Linked DNA regions of Macaca mulatta: region 1 is linked to region 2. A link is a contact called in public Hi-C data. All regions are on one chromosome and are shown on one strand. The core of a region is the stretch at or near the end of the contact, and the rest is flanking DNA. Distances in the headings are between cores, read along the strand shown.

The links. Hi-C and Micro-C count contacts between places; a contact is called where the count stands out from the background.
Region 1: a contact with region 2 is called in a Hi-C map of fetal cortex germinal zone, with 4 times the contacts expected there. The contact joins the promoter of BAZ2A here to the promoter of GLS2 in region 2. A contact is called at or near these places in 4 of 14 Hi-C or Micro-C datasets (CD4 T cells, cortical neurons, fetal cortex germinal zone and 1 more).

What each region holds. Positions count from the first base shown.
Region 1 is chr11:63,811,499-63,817,796 of T2T-MMU8v2.0, reverse strand. It overlaps BAZ2A (bromodomain adjacent to zinc finger domain 2A), which reads left to right and starts at 1,682. Exons shown (of 30, transcript XM_077954574.1): 1 at 1,682-1,874.
Region 2 is chr11:63,668,320-63,673,916 of T2T-MMU8v2.0, reverse strand. GLS2 (glutaminase 2) reads left to right here and starts at 2,244. Exons shown (of 18, transcript XM_001115245.5): 1 at 2,244-2,683. The coding sequence starts at 2,502. It overlaps LOC144332934 (a long non-coding RNA gene), which reads left to right. Exons shown (of 4, transcript XR_013401163.1): 4 at 291-1,600.

The DNA.
Region 1 (6,298 bases), core at 433-2,932, 140 kb before region 2:
GCTCCAGATCTCCCACCTCAGTCTCCTGAGTAGCTGGGGCTACAGGTGTATGCAGTCTCACATCACCAGCACTATTTTCAACAATTAGATTTTTAGAGTGGCTATAAGAAGCAGGTTCAGCTTGAAGTGGGCCATGTATGTTTGAAATCGGTGCTTAAAACTAGCCATTCTCTTTTGTTGATGGGCAATCGTACCTCTCATGCGGGGTTTCCTTTGGGTAGTGTGATCTTAGTAGGGCCTCAGTTTGGGGCCTTTAGTTCAATACAAATTGATGGGTTTTTTTTTGGTTTTTTTTTTTTTTTTTGGGCCTCTATTTCATGTGGCACATCCCTACTTCTTGGTTAAAAATAGGTCTTTTTTGAAGGGCATATTGGGAAAAACTCGTTTTAGAAGTAACCGATTTCCAGGGGTTAATCTGAGTTTAATGAATTTTCAAGAAATAGTGATGAATACTGATCTTTGTTAAAATTGAATCAAAATGGTTCTCTACATCTTGGTTAGGCCTTCATGTCTTCAGAAAGCGTACTGAAATACTTCCTGACATTTTGGGCAAGTCTAAATAAAAGTTGCTTGTGATTGCTTGCGGCTATGCAGAGGCATATGAGGCCTAGTTCACCCTCTGTGAAGATCCCTTATGAAAGTCCAGAAAAGAGAATCTCAAGGGAATAGCAATTTTCAGGGTTGCTGGCTTGGGCTTCTAAACTAATGAAGTTAGGTTATTTTCCTTTCATTTTAGCCTACTGAAAGGTGCAGGGGTAGAAGGTGTATTTCACCATTTCAATTTAAAAGAAGCTTGCAAGGTCGGATTGGGTTCCCCTTGTGTTCTTTTCCGGGACCAGACTCATCCTACTGCCCTCTCGCGGTAGCACTGGAGACTCTGCAATAACTCTGATCCCATTTTCAAATCCACGAAGGCCATTTGCTGGGATGTGGCTCTCAGTTAAGGACTGTTTACAGACCAGCTGGGGCTTTTGTCCTGGGGAGGAGCCTGCATCTATAAGCTCCACCCGCTGAGGCCATCAAGTTAGGTAGAAGCTGGGCGGGGACAAGCTGAGCTCCCAATTCAGAGGCCCCTGGGGGCTGAAGGTTGGGGAGGGCTTTTTGGCGCGGCGCCAGGGGTGGAGTAGGGGCCTCTAAGCTTCCTTCCATCTGCCTATGACGTCCTTGGCAGCAGCCTCTCCCGCAGTCTCTACTGTGTCATGATCTGGACAGAAGGTGGAGCCCCTGAGCTGCTTGTGCTGGTAGTTTGCTCCCAGAAAAGCTTGGATTTGGGGAAATGCTGAGTTATGGGGGTGGGGACACTTCCTCTAGGTCCTGACTCTGGAGTGGGTAAGAAGCTGGTAGAAAAAGCCCTAGCGTACAGGTCAGCCCTTTCTGCTTTGTTTTCTCACGTCACCCGATACAGACCTGGGAACTGAAATCCTAAAGGTCTTTTGCATCCCTCCACCCCTTCCCCCCAACACGTTCACGTCCTTCAGCGTTTATCGAGAACCTTCTCCCTCTCAGTAGCTGCAACTATTTATTTCCTTCCCCCTTTGCCCGCCTCTTCTACCACGCCACTGGAGTGTCAACACAGCTCTAACCTTCCTCCATATTTCTCCTGGTCTGCCCTGTCCTCGCCTCCTCCCTCTCTCCACCCAGAGAAGGCCCCGCCCTTCCCTCCTCCCTCCCCACCCAGTCTGTCACACAGGGACATCACCCTACAGCAGTTCAGGCTGTGTGGTTCGCAGGAAGCATACACTGGCTTTTTGATTGTTGCTAGTTCCCAGCTCACAGTTTGGAAGGATCCAACACCAGCCTTCACGTGAAGTGGGGGCCCAAGGACAGTGAGGAGCTGGGTGGTCCCAACCTCGAGCCCTGCCAGCCTGACATGGGTGAGTATGGGGACCAGCCCCGGGGAAGGCCTGAGGGATGCCTACTCCCTCCCTGGCTGACTCAGCAGGGGTGGGGCCTAACCTTTGCTCATTTGGGGGGTGAAGGAGAGGAAACAGGACTCTGGGGGACGGGGGGGAAGGGCTCAGCTGGCGAGGCTGCCGACCACGGGATCCTGAGTATGGGCAAGCCCCAGCTCTAAGTAAGAGCCCCAGACGCACCTTAGGCCAGGGCTTTCCCAACCCCCTCCCCGCCGCCCCGTGGAGGATTGCCCCTGCTCCTCGCCATTTAAGCTGTTGAGATTCAAGGAAATTTTGACAGTACTCACTGCTAGCCCCCATAAAAGTAAAGCCCGCTTTTGGCAGTGCTGGAAGGTCTTGAAAGTACCTCCCCTCCCTCTCATTTTTCTAAGGCCTTTTAAGTCTGCCTTCTCTCCTCCCCCACCTTGACCCACCTTCAGGTGGGGGCTGCACTGAGCAGCTGCTTCCTGTTGCCCCAGGGACTGAAGCAAGGTTGGTGGTGGTTGGGGGAAAACTGAACCAAAGTCGATTCTCGCGGTCCCACATCAGCCTCACTAGGGCTGCTATTGATGGCCCCCACACTACAGTTACTGAGGGCACTGAGTGGGAGGAAGGATTGAGGTTGAGAGGATAGGAGGTTTTTGCCCTCGTAGCTTCCTGATTCCAAATGCCCCACAGCTGTAGGGATGGGGCCCTGAGGAGCTGAAACACGGGGAACCTGTTCACCTAGTAGGGCGCTGCGCGTGACCCCCAGCAGGTTCGGCCTTGAGTTCCCTCTCCTGCATCCCTAGGGGCCTCCTAGGAGCCCATGTAGCTCTCGCTGCCTTCCCCGGCCACCTTTGTGAGGCGGTCTTTGCTGGTGCCCTGGCAGCGCGGGCAGAGCTTTCCCGAGTCCTTCCTTTCGGACCTACCACCATCCCCCACTTCACCGCAGAAGTTTGTCTCTTTCTGGGATCTGTTCTCTTCCTCCCATCTGGGATCCTTCCTGGTTCTGGCCCCTAGGAGACGCCACCCGCTTCCCTCTCCCCCAGTGGATCCTTCGCGACTGCTCTCCTGAGCGGTTGTCCTCACCTCGGTAGCTCCTGCCCCTTTAAGCACCACCTCCTCCCCTCCGCCGCCGCCGGCCCAGGGCTGGGGGAGGAGGCGCCGCCGCCGCCCGGCTCGGCCACCTGCGCCGCTGCCGCCGCCGCCGCCCGCGGCCCGGCCCTGCTCCAGGTGAGGCCCGGCACCCACCTCCAGCTCCGGAGTCCCCTGGCGGGCCGTTCCTGCGGTATCCTGCCCCGGGATCCCTGCTGCCCCGGGATTCGGGATCTGACTCTCCCCCTCAGGGAGCTGCCCTTCCTCTCTGCCCTGAACTATCTACTCGCCCATTTTTCCCCTATCCTTTGCGACCGGAATCCGGAGGCTTCTCACGCCTCTCCGCCATCCTCTCTCGAGTACCCTTCCTATTCTGGGCCCAGGATCTCCCCCTCCCCCGCGCCTTCCTCGCCAGAAAAATCTCCCGCGGTCTGGGTTTCGCCTCCTCCCCTCTGGAACTAGCGCTTTCCCACGCCTTCCTAACCCCAATGGGAGGGGGGATACCCACCCCAACTCCTCTCCTTCCCCGTAGTAAGGGGGGCGGGGGAGCAACATCGACAACACTATCTGCCCCTGCTCCTCTCAGCCCTTTAAGTTCAGCTAAGTCTCATCTAAACCTTTTCTGTAGTCCTCACCCCACCCTACATCTCCTGGAGCTTGGGGTCCAACCTCAGCACCGCCTACTGAGCCCAGGTGGGAAGGGCTCTCCTCTTGGGCCTAGGGTTGGTCGGTGCAGCCTAGGAAGGCCCCTCCCCCAGAACCTGGGAGCTGGGGGCTAGGGCGCTGCCGGAATCTTGTGCTTCAGGGCCTCAGGGACGGTTGGGAGAGAGTGGGTGGGGAGCTGGGGCTAAATCTCTAAGGGAGTTGGGGCGATGAGGAAGGCAAGAGAAGTCCAGTCTTCTCTGTTCCGGTGCAAAGGAAGCCCCCCGGCTCCCTAGGAAATAGGGGCTTTCTCTAACTTACAGGACCACCATAGAGAATCCCATTGGGAAGTTTGGAAACAAGACTGTGCGAATCTGAGGAGCCACCTGTCGACTTAAAGGGGAGAAAGGGGCCGGGGTGGGGTGGTGTTCGCCTGTAATCCCAGTACTTTGGGAGGCCAAGGCGGGCAGATCACTTGAGGTCAGGAGTTCTAAACCAGCCTGGGCAACATGGCAAAACCCCGTCTCTACAAAATATACAAAAATTAGCTGGTCGTGGTGGCGTGTGCCTGTAATCCCAGCTACTCGGGAGGTTGAGGCACAAGAATCACTTGAACCTGGCAAGTGTAGGTTGCAGCAAGCTGAAATCACGACACTGCACTCCAGCCTGGGCGACAGAGCAAGACTGTCTCAAAAAAAAAAAAAAAAAAAAAAGTGGGGAAAGAAGGGGAGGGGTATGGTCCTTGTGATGTATTAGGAGAATCTAGCCTTTCCAGAATACACAGAAGGTGAAGACTTTTGCTTTAACTTGTGTGTGTGGGGGGGTGTCCAGCTAGAATGGTTACTCGGCTGAGAGCCATCTCCCTGCTAGACAGACCCTGTTAACAGTATGATCCATTCAGCCAGTGAGGGGAAGAGAGGTCTTTAATAATTATCCCACCTCCATTAGAGAATTCCCCCTCCGCCCCCAGTCCAGCTGCGTCCCTAGCTATGCTCTGTCATTTCCCACTCCTCACCTCCAGAATTAGGGGACTGGGTGTCAGGATCTGCTTCAGACTCTTCTAAGTCATGTTTGGAGGGGGTGCTGAGGGGAGGAGAGGGTGTTCAGCAGTGGTGTTTGGGGTTGGATGCCAGGAGTATCTGGTGGGGGAGAGGGAAGGACGTAGAGGGATGCAAACGAATCCCCTTCTCTCTCTTCCTCCTCCCAGCCCCAGCCATCTGGCTCCAGAGTGGAGCCAGGCACCGTGGCAGCTGACCCCAGAGTCAGGGAGGTGCCGCAGGAACACAGGAGGGTGAGAAATGGGGAGCAGGTGCTAGTTTGTCCCTCCCCATTCTCTTCATTACTAGTCCAGTGGCCTGGCTTGAGGTTCAGCCTATTCCCTGGAGACTCTCCTTACAAGTTGCTGATAAAATGACCATTTGCCCCTTCCCCTTTCTAGTAGCTTCCTGAAAGGAAATGGGTGGGGCAAAGAGAGGTGGGTGGGTGATCAGCCACATCTGATGGGATTGAGGAATGTTTGAGGACATTTGGGGTCAGTCTGCCCTCTGTCCTCTGGATGGGGGGAGAAGCACAGCTGTAGAATGGGAGGCCTTATAGCAGGAAGTAAACATCCAGCTGTTGGGCACACTGTCACCCCAACCTCATCCTTCCTCAGAGCAGGGAAGATCCTGATTAGATGAGATGAGGCGGGGGTCTCATTGAGGGATGAAGATGATTGCAGTCTTTGCACCAGATGGGAAGAATGGATCCTACCTCGTTTTCTTTTCTAATCCCAGGTGGTCCTCTCCTATCCAACACCCCTCTCCCAGCCGCTCCTGGCTGGAATAGTCCTAAAGGTTGCCCTGGAGACTAGGCCTGGGGCTCGGAAGGGGTGGGGGCAGTCAGTGGGGCACAGGAGTAACCGGCTCTTCCGGAGCACAGAGGAGCCAGCGGTGGGTGTATGTGGGTGTGGGGAGGGGCGTGGCTACACCCGTCTGACGGGCGCAGGCTCCTCCCCTGCCTGCCCAGTACCCGACTGGCCGGCCCCCTTTAAGATTGGGAGCGGGAGGTAGGAAGATCCTCCCTCGTCTGCCCTGGAAAAGGGAAGGGAAGAAAAAGGGATACCAGCTTCCTTACCCCCACCCCCATCCCGCCGCCCTTGAGGCGTCAGTTTTATGCCTTTCTTCCCCAGCCTTTTTTATTTGGGGATAGAGAGGCATTTCTTAGCAGAAGTTTGCCAGAGCCCTCCTTTCTCTAGAAGGAAGGAAACCTCTCCTCTGAGTGTGACCTCCACCTACTCAGGGATTTGAGGTCGGCAGGCTGTTGGAGGAGTATTTTTTTTTTCCCCAAGGTGACCTGTAAATCTGTTGTTTCGACAGGGAGGAGAGAAGGGTTTTGGTTTCCACCTGCCTATTCCCTCCACTGGTAATCTACTTATCTCGAGAGAGGAAGAGAAACCCCCTTAACCTTCTCTATCTGTGGCCCACACACTCTATGAGCCTTTGCTAAAGCTAGCTTCCTTCTTATCCTCTCTGAGCCATTTGTAGGGGATGAGGGGTGGGGTGGAGTCTTTCCCCAAAACTCAGGAAGAGCCCACCCCTCTGTAGAGTAAGGAAATCCCATCTAGACTGATGGATCTCACCCCCCAACTCTGCCCATTTTTCAGATCTCTTTCCTCCTCAGACCCCCAGAGGAAAATGTATTTGTTG
Region 2 (5,597 bases), core at 995-3,494:
TCCATCCTCATGCAAAGACAGCAATATTGTATTGGAGACAGAGTTAGTCCAAAGGTCCAAGTGCAGCTGGAGCTAGTTCTCTAAGCAAAGAACCTCTGCTTCCATGCATAGATCTTCTTCACTACCCAAACAGTTCCTATTAGCGGAAGAGTGCTAGGAGAAAGAGAGTAAGGAACTCTATTAGAGTATAAAGCTAATTCAAAGAGGCGGAAATTGGAAATAAAGGAAGCAAATTAATTCTGGGTAATGTTTAGAAATTCCTTAACAGGTGGTATTTTTCTCTTGAACAGATGAAAACGCTTCAGATAAATAATATTCCTATGAAACAAGAATAAGATTCGTCTGTTACATATGAAAAAACTAATGCAGGATTGAATTTACACTATTAAGACCCAGAACTCTGCCTCTTGGGCAAAGCCAAGCATAAAGCAGCAAGCCAGAGTCCCAGAATTAGACGGCTTTCCACGGACAGGAGAACGGATACAGCAGGCACAGATTGACTATAGAAGAGAAAAACAAGCAAAAACAAATGTTACTCCATCTGGTTTTAAGCCAAATAAGCCCTCCAATCCTAGCCAAGGCAAAGGAGAACTGCCTTTCCACAGAACACACCATACTGGTTTCAGTATTTGTTTTCCCACGGGTACCCTTGAAACTCATTTTAATTCAAAAATGAAAACTATGGGCCAAGCACGGTGGCTCATGCCTGTAATTCCAGCACTTTGGGAGGCTGAGGCGGGCGGATCATCTGAGGTCAGGAGTTTGAGACCAGCCTGACCAACATAGCGAAACCCCATCTCTATAAAGACAAAAAATTAGCTGGGTGAGGTAGCACACGCCTGTAATTCCAGCTACTAGGGAGGCTGAGGCAGGAGAATCGCTTGAACCCAGGAGGCGGAGGTTGCCGTGAGTCGAGACTGCGCCATTGCACTCCAGCTTGGGCAACAAGAGCAAAACTTCGTCTCAAAAAACAAAAAAAAAGAAAAAAGAAAAAAAGAAAACTAGTGTTTTGTGAAACAGCCAGAACTATCACAAGGAAAAGGCTCCCAGTACTGTATCATAATACTTCCACACACATAAAATACCTCCTTTAGGGATGGGGTCATTTCTCTTGGGATAATTCAATTCAATGCTTAATTTTTGGGAAGGGCTGCATGAAGGAGAGACTTGTAGTTAAAAACAAAACAAAACAAAAAACGGGTCTAACTTCTGGCTTTGGTACTTACTAGCTGGGTTACCTTACGCGAGAAGTCTTAATTTCCGAGTCTTAGTTTCCTCACCTTCAAATTGAGACTAATAACTACTTTGTAGGTCTCTGGTAAGAGGGAGAGAAACGAAGTGGTTGGCACACCATGGGCACTCAATAATAGCTATTATTTACATAATGAGTCCCTACTAAATATGGATGCTGGGTTAGGCGCTGCCGAGATACAAGGTGAAAATTCTAGTTGCAAATGGCAAAAGTCCTGAATGTTCTTAGATTTCAAAATGCTTTTTGTACATCGCCTCTTTTCTGCCCGTGAGGAGGACAACGGCAAACAATTAAAGTAGGAAAAATGTGGGGAGCACTTCATGGTTTATAAAATATTTTTCTGCGTGCCACCTTATTTTAATGTTTTAACTTTCCAGATTTTAAAACAAGTCCTACACCAAATAAATGGTAGAGGGACACAAACTGGAACCAGGCATCCTAACGGCCAGAGCGACCTTCCCGCCGCCCCATGCCTCCCTGAGGTGCTGGTCGGCTGCTTCTGCCCGCGGTACCCAGCAGCCATCCTGCTCTCCACTCAGCACCACGGCAGGTCGGCCGCGGGCCACGCTACGCGCCGGATTATTGGGCGCTGGTTTGGCCTTCGGAGGTCGAGGCTCTCTAAGTGACCTCCTGAACTGGGCTCACTCTTACTTGGCCTCCTCTCTCGAGGCAGCACCCTCCTCTCTAACGAGAACTCCATCGTTCGCAGCCCCACGGTGTCCCCGGAGAGCGCCTCCCGCCCCCACCGGCTTTGCCTCAGCTTGTCCTCGCCTTTCCAGCCCTCAGCATCCGCGGACACCCGCGCTCTCGGGGTCCACGCGGAAGCGCTCGCGGGGCCCACGTGGAAGCACCCGCAGGCTGTCGCAAGAGCCTACCGTCTTGCTCTCATTGGGCAACCTTACCCTTTCCCCGCCTCAATGTTTTTGCTTCCTCAGTGATTGGGCCTGGGCATTGTCCATTCCAGCTCCCAGGCACCGCCCTCTCTCCACCCACTCGGGTTCTCCTTTATTCCCAACGCTCTTCACCTAGCCCCTGTCCTGAGGGTGTGCCTAACCCTGGAGCCAGCTTTAAAGGGGCAGGCCCCTCCTCCTGCCCCAGCCCCACCCACCGGGCCCCCCTTCTCGGTCTTTCAGGCCCAGAGCTCCCTCACAGAACTCCCCCGCACCTTGTCTCGCCCGCTCCGCCTCTCCTTCTCAGCCACAGCTAGAGGTCCTGGGCGCACCTGCAGAGCCAGCGGCTTGCTGGGGGTATGCGCTCCATGAAGGCTCTGCAGAAGTCGCTGAGCCGGGCCAGCAGTCACTGCCGGCGGGGAGACTGGGGTCACCTGAGCCGGAGCCCCCTCCTTGGCGAGGGCGTCCGGCACCACCTCAGTGAGGCCGCGGCGCAGGGCAGAGAGACACCACACAGCCGCCAGCCGCAGCACCAGGATCAGTAAGGCTCCTGGGACAGGGCAGGGGACGGGCTTGCCCCAACTCCCACTGTGGTCCTCGCTAGTTCCCGAGTGCCCTCCCCAGGCAGCGTCCCTCATCTCCCCTCTCCTGGCTCACTAGCCCTGGATGCCTTTTCCTTTGGATGTGGAGCTTTGGGTACGCCGTGTTCGGGCGGTAATCTGCAATCTGCCTGGGAGTGCGTTCGGGCAAGCGGGTTCTGGGGATGGCGCCTGTCCAAGGTGCGCAGTTAACCTGGATCACAGATGCGCCCCGAGTGTTACTTGGTTCACGTGTCTGAGTGCAGGGCTGGGCGCACGCCGCCCGTCCTCACCTTCCCTCGTCTCGGTGTGTATTTTAGGAGATGCGTGGGTGTGGAACAGCCTCCTGCCTCAGGTCCAAGTGTACTGGGGTCTGTCTGTGTGTTGTGTTTCTGCGTGTCCTCGGTGGGTAATGTGTGATGCTCGTGTGTTACTGGTGCGCAGGTACGTGCATAAGTGTTAGGTGTGTACGTAGTAGTGCTCCCTGAACAGCAGAATGGGGGGGGGGGGATTTTCCAAACTGGTTGTTGAATGGGGAGAATATTTGTAATAGAGGAAAAGTCTGTAAGACGCAGATTTCCCAAACCAGAGCCAGTCAGAGCTATTATTTATGCTGCCCAGGCTCCGGAATCTAAAAGGTTCTTTCTTTGGGTACTTCTTCCGCCCAGGTGGCCAAACTTTTATCTTCCCCACCGCCTAGGACACACTTGGTGGCTGAGCCTTTTTCTCCGAGACGCAGACGGTGCTGAACAGGAAATCTTGTCCTCCCCAGAGGGCCAGCATAGACACTGTTCAAAGAGCCATTGCTCTACTGTAGCAGGAACAGGAAATGGGCCATCTCCCTCATGACACTCAGAAACATAGACACTATCAGTAAAGTAGCCAGACTGACACAACACTACCTCACCAACTACTCGAGTCTCTGTCGTAAGGGACACCAATAGGTATTATTTATTATTAATGACATTATGCCGTACTTTTCTTTCTTTCTTTTTTGAGACAGAGTCTCACTCTGTCACACAGGCTGGAGTGCAGTGGCACCATGTTGACTCACTGCAACCTCCGCCTCCTGGGTTCAAATAATTCTCCTGCCTCAGCCTCTAGAGTAGCTGGGATTACAGGTACGCGCCACCACACCCCGCTAATTTTTGTAGTTTTAGTAGAGACAGGGTTTCACCATGTTGGCCTAGCTGGTCTTGAACTCCTGACTTCAGATGATCTGCCTACCTCAGCCTCCCAAAGTGCTGGGATTACAGGCATGAGCCACCATGCCCGGCCCTTTTCTTTCTTTTTTTCATAGTCATGGTGTCTGCTTATCCATATTACACAGTACTTTTCCATCAGCTTCTTCTCAAAGAGACACAGAACATTTAAAGGATAAGCCCTCTCCCTCCTGTTCTAGTCTCCACCCCAACTTCCTCCCAGATATTCACCATGGGAGAAATAAGGTGGGATACAGCAAAGGCTGAACTTCCCTCATCTGTCTACCTTCTGCAGAGTAGGGAACTATAGGTATCCCTAGTTCCCCCGCCACACACCTCCTTATCCAGGGGAGTCTGGTGATGGAAGTCTTTTCAGGGGACCTTGTTTCTTCTGCCCAGGGAACCCCCTGTCATATCCTTGGACTGGTACTCCCCATGCAGAAAGGGTTGTGAGCACTGGAGAGTGATGTGCTCTGGCAGTGTGACACCATGATTGGGTGGGGTTCCTGTGTTTGGCGGAGGAAAGAGAGCAGCAAAGAGGAAATGCGCTGTTATTCGGGTTATTGTTTGTTTAATATTTAGCTATTTAGCTGTATTTATGACTTTTTTTTTTGGAGACAGAGTCTCTTTGTCGTCCAGACTGGAGTGCAGTGGCGCAATCTCGGCTCACTGCAACCTCTGCCTCAGCTTCCCGAGTAGCTGGGATTATGGGTACCCACCACCACGACTGGCTAATTTTTGTATTTTTAATAGAGACGGGGTTTCACCATGTTGGTCAGACTGGTCTTGAACTCCTGACCTCAGATAATCCACCTGCCTGAGCCTCCCAAAGTGCTGGGATTATAGGCGTTAGCCACCGTGCCCGGCTGTATTTAAGACTTTAAAAGAAAAGTAAGAGTATCAAGAGGAAAATATCCCAACACAAAGAAATGATAAATGTTTGAGATGATGGATATACTAATTACCCTTACCGATCTCTATAATTCTATGTATTGAAACATCGCTATGCATCCCATAAACATCTGTACAATTATGTGTCAATTAAAAAAATAAATTTAGAGCCAGGTGCAGTGGCTCACACCTGTAATCCCAGCACTGTGGGTGGCCAAGGTGGAGAGGATCACTTGAGCTCAGGAGTTTGAAACCAGCTTGGGCAACATGGCAAAATCCTGTCTCTACAAAAAAAAAATATATACAAAAATTAACCAGGCATGGTGGCGTGTGCCTGTAGTCCTAGTTACTTGGGAGACTGAGGTGGGATGATCACTGGAGCCCTGTAGGTTGAGGCTGTAGTGATCCATGATTGCACCACCACACTCCAGCCTAGGCAACAGAGTGAGACACTGCCTCAAAAATAAATAAATAAGTTTATTACTTAAAAAATTTAAAAAGAAAATAAAGATCCCAGTATTAGAGATAACCAATTAATATTGTGATATAGTCATATATATCCTATATATATATGTAATTTAACAAAAATGGGATAGTCATATTCTTGAACTTATCTTTTCCATTTATGAACAGCTTTTTTTTTTTTTTTTTTTTTTGAGACGGAGTCTCGCTCTGTCACCCAGGCTGCAGTGCAGTGGCCGGATCTCAGCTCACTGCAAGCTCCGCCTCCCGGGTTCACGCCATTCTCCTGCCTCAGCCTCCCGAGTAGCTGGGACTACAGGCG